2 separate regions of the Mus musculus genome follow, and region 1 is linked to region 2. Evidence: chromatin contacts called from public promoter capture Hi-C data. All regions are on one chromosome and are shown on one strand. Each heading gives the region's core, a stretch centred on a gene start, on an enhancer-like site or on the middle of the called end of the contact. The rest is flanking DNA. Distances are from core to core; before and after follow the strand shown. Region 1 overlaps Gm26691 (a long non-coding RNA gene). Region 2 holds the start of Ppa2 (pyrophosphatase (inorganic) 2).

Region 1 (4,143 bases), core at 1,405-3,904, 720 kb before region 2:
CTCTTGCTTAGTGAATCCTGTTGACTTTGGTTCAAAGTTACCTCACGTTGTCCATGTTGATACTGCCGCTGTATCCCCACAGGGGAAGTGAAGAGAAACAGTAGGGTGGTTGACAGCTTTTATATACTTGCTCTAAATCTTTTATGTTGTACTCTACTCTCCCACTTTTATCTTGATCTTGATTCATTCATTTATCAAACATTTATTGGATGCCGAGGCACTAGGTTGGACAGTAGAGATACGAAGTTGTCAAAGACACAGCCCTGCTGTTAAGGATGTCGAAGTCCAAGGTGAAAGACAAACATGAACTGATAACCACAGTGCAATTAGATAAATGCAGCAGAGGAAGTCCCAGGTACTTTAAGGAGAAACAAATACCTCTGTGGCAGAAAGGAAATAGTTCACAGAGGTATACCCAAGCAACCCTTTAAAGTCTGACAAATACAGAGGCAGATGCTCACAGCCAACCATTTGACTGAGCATTGGAATCCCCAATTGAGGAGTTAGAGAAAGGACTGAAAGAGCTGAAGGGGTTTGCAACCCATAGGAAGAACAACAATAACAACCAACCCGACTCCTCAGAGCTCCCAGGGACTAAACTACCAACCAAAGAGTACACATGGAGCAACCCATGGCTCCAGCTGTATATGTAGCAGAGGATGGCGTTGTCGGGCATCAATGGAAGGAGAGGCCCTTGATTCTGTGAAGGCTTGATGCCCCAGTGTAGGGGAATGCCAGGGCAGGAAGGCAGTAGTAGGTAGGTGGTTGGGGGGGCACTCTCATAGAAACAGGAGAATGGGATGGGAGATTCTGGAGGGGAAACCTGGAAAGGGGATAGCATTCGAAATATAAATAAATAAAATATCTGATAAAAAGAATGATAAAAAAGAATGGGTCATCCATACATGTGGTGGAGGGAAGAATGGAGGAAAGACTGGAGATGGATAGGAGGGGTCCTAGAGACTGGGGGTTTATGAAGAATGTAGATGGATCTCAGCAGAGAGAAGTGTATGTAGACACTGCTTTCCTTTTGGGGTTTAAAGGGAAGTTTAGAAGAAAAGAAAAAGAAAATAGTGATATGTGGGAACAACTAAAATAGAGGAAATTTTCCTAAAAATGCCAAGATAGTCTGAGGCAAAAGTGTATATGTTCACTGTCATTCCTACTGAAGAGATGAATCTTTGGTACTTGCGTCATACTTTACAGGTATGCTAGGGTGAACAACAATGTTTAAGAGAACTTCAGGCATCATTCAGTTGATAAGGCTTAATTTCACTTAAATTAGACATTCCATTTCTGCCTGCCTGTGGTGTAGTGAGTGGACTTGTCTGTCCTCTTGTCTTTTACAAGAGTCATTTTCCCTGGTGGGGTTGGAGGATGGCTGATGGTGACTGTGGCTTTCCAGTGCATCTTCAATGTTCTTGTAACCTATCTACCACTGAGACAAAATAAGAAAAGGTGTTCTCATCTGTTCTGCATCTTTTGAAATGTTACAGTGCATGAGGTCACCCAATGGAAGGAGCCAGTACATGCACACAGCCTTGGCTCTTACAGCATCCTTCACCATCAAAAGACCAGAGGGTTGCCTGGGAGGCAGCAGAGGAAAACCCTCCTGCTGGAGCCACAGGGTGGGGTCTTACACACTGCAGAGCCTGAATCATTACAGAATAGAAGTAAACTTTGCAGGAGTGTTAGGGATAGCAGGAAGTAACTGTGGCTTACGATGACACAAGCCAATGCTCTGCCTCACCCCATCTTTACCCTTCTAGTTTCTAGCATGCCATTCAGCTCTCCATTCCAGAAGCAGCAGAGCGGGCTCCCTGGATGATCAAAGGTAAACCCCAGAGCATGCAAATAATAAGAATGCAGAGCACCTTATTACTATGATTTTTGCACAAATGTTTACAGATCAGATTTCTTGTTACTACTCAGGGCTGTGCTATATTGGTGGAGTTAATGCAGTTTTTCTTTCCATCTCGGTGAGGGACCTGGATTCAGCACTTTTCTGAATATCAGAAACATGTCTGCTCTATACCTTGGATGTGATGTAGACCATGCTTGTTTGACATCACATCTGCATCTTCCCATGAAGTTTTGCCCTAACGTTTCTATTAAGAGAGTCACCAAAAGTATCATCTTAAAGCAAGAAAGGGACCTAAAGGTTACTTAATAAAGGTTCTCAGTTTTATGTAGAAATTAAAAGCATGACACTGAATTAGTTGGTCACCTTAACTTGACATTTAGTAGCAAACAAAAGTAACCATTCTAACTTTAATGTTTACTGAAAGTTTTCAGTACATTTAAGAAGAAGGGGGTGCGTTTTAATTAGTAAGAAATTACTCATAATCACAGAACAAATATTTTCTTACCATTTCGTAAGTAATGCTGAGCCTCCTTTATCTCCATCGGTCCCAACCATGTGACACCATTTTGCATGCAGACCACTCAGGCTGAAGAGCATTAAATTTAATTTGTGCAAAAGTTGAAGGTGGAAAAGCGTGAAATTAACTTGATGCATTTTTATGGCATTTTCTCTCTCTCAGTTTCTCGGAGCTATTCCAGTTCACGATGATTTGATTGGCCTTCAGAATCCCCCTCACCTAGGGACTTCCCACTTCTGACTGTAGTCCACTCTTAGCCCACAGGCAACTTAACATAAGGAAGCATTTCAGTTTATTGTCTATTTGGCTGAGCTTCCATCTGGGCATAGAGTTCCCTCTTGATGATTCATCTCGTTCTGGAGTGTGTGTGTGTGTGTGTGTGTGTGTGTGTGTGTGTGTGTGAAACAGGAAACGATGAGTCACCTCATTCAAGAATCACTTAGCCTGGTCCAAATGACTTACAAAAATTTTGAGGGAACTCTAAAACTTTTATAAGGTTGTAGATTAAAGAGCAATTTTCGAAACATTCAGTTGCTACTAAAGTGCTACTAAACCTGCTAGGTTATTAAGGGCACACCTTAATATCTGGGGATTAAGCTGAAATAGCTCATGTCTTATCAATCAAAGAAATATTTCAATGTAATTTTTGAAACCCATAGAGCAAGAGGATTTTTATGGCAACTGTGCTTATAAAGACAATGGCAGATAAAAATTAACCTGTGATTAACTATTAATTAACTATTATTAGGAAAGCCTGAGACCAGCATATAAACACTCTGGTCATTATTAAAAGTCTACAAGACACCAGTCAGGATGGATAAGATCAAAAATTCAGGTGACAGCAGATGCTGGCAAGGATGTGGAGAAAGAGGGACACTCCTCCATTGCTCGTAGGATTGCAAGCTGGTACAACTACTCTGGAAATCAGTTTGGCAGTTCCTCAGAAAATTAGACATAGTACTACTGGAAGATCCAGCAATACCTCTCCAGGCATATACCCAGAAGATATTCCAACTGGTAATAAGGACACATGCTCCACTATGTTCATAGCAGTCTTATTTATAATAGCCAGAAGCTGGAAAGAACACAGATGTCCCTCAACAAAAGAATAGATGCAGAAATGTGGTACATTTACACAATGGAGTACTACTCAGCTATTAAAAACAATGAATTTAGAAAATTCTTAGGCAAATGGATGGATCTGGAGGGTATCATCCTGAGTGAGGTAACCCGGTCACAAAAGAACACACACGATATGCACTCTCAGATAAGTGGATATTAGCCCAGAAACTTAGAATACCCAAGATACAATTTGCAAAACACATGAAACTCAAGAAGAAGGAAGACCAAAGTGTGGACACTTCATTCCTCCTTAGAATGGGGAACAAAATACCCATGGAATGAGTTACAAAGGCAAAGTTCAGAGCAGAGCCTGAAGGAATGACCATCCAGAGACTGCCCCACTTGGGGAACTATCCCATAAGCGACCACCAAATCCAGACACTAGGCAGATGCCAACAAGAGCCTGCTGACAGGAGTCTGATATAGCTGTCTCCTGTGAGGCTGAACCAGTGCCTGGCAAATACAGAAGTGGATGCTCACAATCATCCATTGGATAGGGCACAAGGTCCCCAATGAAGGAGCCAGAGAAAGTACCCAGGGAGCTGAAGAGGTCTGAAGCCCCATAAGAGGACCATCAATATGAACTAAACAGCAACCCAAGAGCTCCTTGGAACTATACCACCAATCAAAGAAAAAACAT
Region 2 (4,513 bases), core at 429-2,928:
TGCTTGGGCTTTCTGCCATTATATAACAGCATCTCTTCTGGAAAACACTCCCAGTGGCTGTTACATTGTAACTTTGGGAATATAACCCATTCAGAAATGAGCACACATATTAAGGGCTTCCCTTCCTTCTGTTGTTTTATTTTTATGGTTGCTCTTGTTTGGAGACTGTTGTCTACCCAGGATCCGGTTGTGTACACACCCTCTTTTAAAAGACCTAAATCCATCTCGCCTCAACAAGAAACAAGACAGGGTCTCTTGTAGAGGAGCAAACAGAAACTAATTGTGAAGAAACTATTTATTATAAGATTTATTACAATGACAAGAGTTTGCCATTCGAAGTGCCCCATGTGTTCAATCCAGGAGACAGAGGGAGGTGTACTACTGTGAGTTCCAAGCTGCCCAGGGCTGCCCAGTGAGGCCCTGTCTCAAAATAATACAAAAAAAAAAAAAAAAAAAGAGTTTAAGCTAGGTTTGCTCCTTTATCACAAAATAATCTTCAACCTTCAGCTCCAGAAAAGTAACTGTAAAAATCAAAGTACAGTTATTAATGATTTCAAGTTATACTATAAGTCCGGTGACTTCTTTGAACATACATAGCCGCTTCTGCAGCCCTATCTTATAGGGGAAAAAAATTCTAATACTTAGCAAGTTAAGACACTCATCCAGCATGGGGGTCTCGGAACAAGATTTAGCTTCACCTCTTCAGGGCGGAACCTCCTAAGAGGTGTGCACAAGCCTTGACATTGCAACCGCTCCGCTACCTGGTATTAAGTAAAGGAGGCCTGAAAGCAACCCATCTACGTGGCTATTTTCACGCGATTGTTAACGAGACCTACAGAGTGAAAAGAAAAAGGAAAGTGGCCAGGAGCTTTTCTGTCTTTGGCGTCAGCCCAGGGCAGCCCAGACGGCCCTCTTTCTAGGTTTTGCTCAACGTACAGGGCAAGAAAAGGCACCACATTCTCGCCAGAACGCCGGCCAATCTCCTGCTTGTGGATGGCATTCAGGGTGCAAACTTTTAGGTTAAAAACTCAGTTGACTGTTGCTGTTTTTAAGTTAACCTTACCAAACAAAAGGTTTCGTGATGGCGTTGTGCACACAAGCCTATCCCAGCGCCTGGCTCACATTCTCCTCCCACTTCCTCCCTGCCTGTACGCCTGCGCTGACAGCAAGGTCGCGGTCGCAGGCAAACTCGCTTTCGGAGTGAAGACCCCGGTCCCCAAAGTTCTGCGGCCGTACGGAGGCGGATGGGCTTAGCAGCGCCCAGGAGGCGGCGCGGGCGAGCGGCGGGCCACGGCGCGGAGGTCAGCGGGAGGAGCTCAGCGCCGCGGGCCGGCTGCGGTCGCTGCAGAGGGCGGTTGGCCCCGCGCCACCCTGCGCACCGAGACCGGTCCCCTCCGCAGCGGGCTTGGGCGCGGGCTGCGGACCCGGCCGGGCAGAGCAAGGCAGGGCAGGGCACGGCGCCGCGGCCCCTCCGCCGGCCGGCGCGGAGCTGGGCGAACGACTTACTGAAGAACAGGCGGTAGTCCTGCGAGCGGGGATGGCCCAGCTCCTCCGTGCGGTACAGGGACATGACGCGGCGCGGAGGGCGGGCGGCGGCCCCCACGCGCCACCCTCGGCCGACGCTCAGCAGCGGCAGCAGCGCGCGCATGGCGGACGGTCTGCGAGAACCGCAGGGTCGGTGCTGGGCCCGGCGCGGCCGCTCGACGGCGCCCCCTGCCGCCCGGAGCCCGCACTGCCTCCCCGCGGTCGGCCTCAAGTGGCATCAAGTCCCACCCTCTTCTGCATTCCTGGGGCCACCTACCTCTCCACTTTGCTCCACAAGCCCTCAGAGGCCGAAGACCATCAAGACAAGGACCTTAGAAGCCCCAGGAATTCACCACCACGCACCCACTCACACACTGTCAGTGTCTGCGGTCAGACTTTGATTACATTAATGTAGCACTTGGTTGCATGCATACCTCCAGAAATTTCTAAAGGAACATCCAAGCCGGAAGGAGGGAGTGTACACACACGCGCGCGCGCGCGCACACACATACACACACACACACACACACACACACGACTATAATGTATAATGATCGAGCGTCCTTGTGAAGACATCTGACACAGATTTATCCTAAATCTGTAATTCCCTCAAACGCCACTTCCTCCATAAGGCCCTTTAATATTTAACCCAAGTACAGGTAACTTTTAACTTCTCTGCAATTGCATACTTCACAAGTATTTCTGTCTGGTCCGGTGGCCACAACTAGTTACAACAGCAGTCTTTGCAGTCTGGTCCAGTAACAACGGGAGCTGTGGTTCTAAGGAAGGAACCAACCATTGCCCTTTTCTGTAGACCAGTTGATTGGGAAGACCTCACTGGAATGGTCTTCCGGACCTCTACCAGTTTCTGCTCCAACTGTGAGCAAGGCTCACATCCTCACCTACTGGGTTCTTTCTGCATCTAAATTGTGACAGTTAAAACCCAAACTGGTTTTACCCAGGTTTCAGAAAGGATCTCTTAGAGGTGCCACTAGCCACTTAGACATTGCTTAGCCTAGTCTCTAAAAAATTTTGACATTAGTGGCTTTGTAACACGTCAACATGATTAGGCGGAGTTGCAAGCTAAGTTGTCCTATAAAAAATGGAAACATTTCCTTCCTGCGTTTATTTCATTGATTTATATGATTCTGCCTATGTTAAAAAAAGAAAGCTTAAAATTTCACCTAAACTTCAAATATTGGATATTTGAGAAAGAAATTCCTACTGAAACAAGGTTCTGGGCTGTCTAATAGTCTAGATTCTTAAAATTAGCATCAAATTCCGGGTATGTGATTTAGGAACATATTACTTTATGGCATTAAAAAGAAATGGCTTGATTTTGAACATATAAAATCTCATCTTTCATTTTCTATAATTTACTGAAATACCTGTGGATCAAAACCGAATATACAATACATGTTATGAGAACAAAGTTGGCTTACTGGTTAATTTTAAAATACAAATTTCTGAAGATATTTATTCAACAATAGTTGTCCATTTCAAATGTAGACATTTGGAACCTAACTCGCTGAATTTCCTCTGTGGACATCTGTCACTATCATGTAGCAAGTGTGGGGGTTTGAATAGGTAAGGCCCCCATAGACTTATGTGTTTGAATTACATAGGGAGTGGCACTATTAGGAGGTGTGGTCTTGTTGGAGGAAGTGTATCACTGTGGGGGCCTGGCTTTGAGGTCTCCTGTATCCAAGCTCCGCCCAGTGTGGAACACAGTCTCCTCCTGACTGCCTTCCAATCAAGATGTAGAACTCTCAGCTTGTCTAGTATGGCTGCCTGCATGCTGCCATATTTCCTTCCATAGTAATAATGGACTGAACCTCTAAAACTGCAAGCTACTCTCAATTAAATGCTTTCCTTTATAAGAGTCGCCTTGGTCATAATGTCTCTTCACAGTAATGATGAAATTAAGACAGTAAGTGTGTGTCTTAATTTTTAATTCTAGGACTTTACAAAACAGGGGTAAAGACAAATGTTCAAAAAGCTCTTGAGCACAGATCCAGAATTTACAAATAAAAGAGAAAACTGGCTGAGCTTGGAGGGTTGGGGTGACTGGTATGTAGCCGAGCTTAGCCATCATTCTGATTTTGTATCTGAGAATAGTGAGGTGTCCAGGAGCCAGTCCAATGTGGAGCCCAGGAGACAACTATAGCATGGAACTTGCAGGACTTGCAATATATTGAATAGCTTTTAGTCTATAGAAATTTAGCTTATGGTCACTTCACAATAAACAAAATACCAGGTTGCTAACATGAGAGACAACCTTTGAGCTTTTCAGATTTTTAATTAAATGGCTTTCCTTTTCCTGAAGTATGTGTGAAGCAGATGCTGTTGATTTTCCAACTAAACAGGAGTGAAAGCAGTCCATGTAAATGGTCAACTCTAGGTTGGAGACCTGAGTGGGCAGGGGTACCCACCACCCCAGACGAGGCCCAGATGATTCCAGTATAAGCTGCAGATGCCAGATACAGAGCTGCAGAGTTTGGTGTTCACCTCCTCAGTTTAGGTCTTGCTATGGTCTCATCATTCTTAACTATGCCCTTACTGCTCTCTGTTGGATTTTGTGCCATTGTATATTAGAAATATGTAACTTTTTCTGCTGGGTCTCACCATAAGAGATTGATTGAGCCCCAGTAGAAACTTTATGCTTATACTTTTGAATACTCCTGGAACATTTATACTTTGGGTACTTCATGAAATGTAATAAATACATTTTGTGTTATAAAATTAACATGAGATTTTTTTTTCTTCCTGGGATAGAGGTGGAATATCATGATTTCAAAGTGACACTTGTCTGGTGTGTTGACAGAATGGACTGATGAGTGTCAATCTGCACTACTGACTAGGTTTGAGAGCAGCAAAGAGACACACATCCAATCATAACTGTGAGATTGTTTCCAGAGATGCTCAACTAGAGAGGAGAAGAGGGGGAGGAGGAAGAGGAGGAGGAGAAGAGAGGAGGAGAAGGAAGAGA

The links. Promoter capture Hi-C pulls out the DNA fragments that hold promoters and counts their contacts.
Region 1: a promoter capture Hi-C map of the HPC-7 cell line shows a contact between it and region 2, with 5 times the contacts expected there. The contact joins the enhancer-like site here to the promoter of Ppa2 in region 2. A contact is called at or near these places in 7 of 39 promoter capture datasets (the 3T3-L1 cell line, the C10 cell line, the HPC-7 cell line and 3 more) and 1 of 484 Hi-C or Micro-C datasets (adipose-derived mesenchymal stem cells).

Annotation. Positions count from the first base shown.
Region 1 is chr3:134,032,647-134,036,789 of GRCm38.p6, reverse strand. The region is part of intron 2 of Gm26691 (a long non-coding RNA gene); the gene reads left to right. Among named protein-coding and RNA genes, the nearest start is that of Gm26691, 110 kb to the left of the region's middle. Within about 2 kb of position 2,654, at least 30 of the 459 cell types and tissues checked have an H3K27ac peak or open chromatin away from gene starts, as enhancers often do.
Region 2 is chr3:133,307,275-133,311,787 of GRCm38.p6, reverse strand. Ppa2 (pyrophosphatase (inorganic) 2) reads right to left here and starts at 1,678. Exons shown (of 12, transcript NM_146141.2): 1 at 1,507-1,678. The coding sequence starts at 1,648.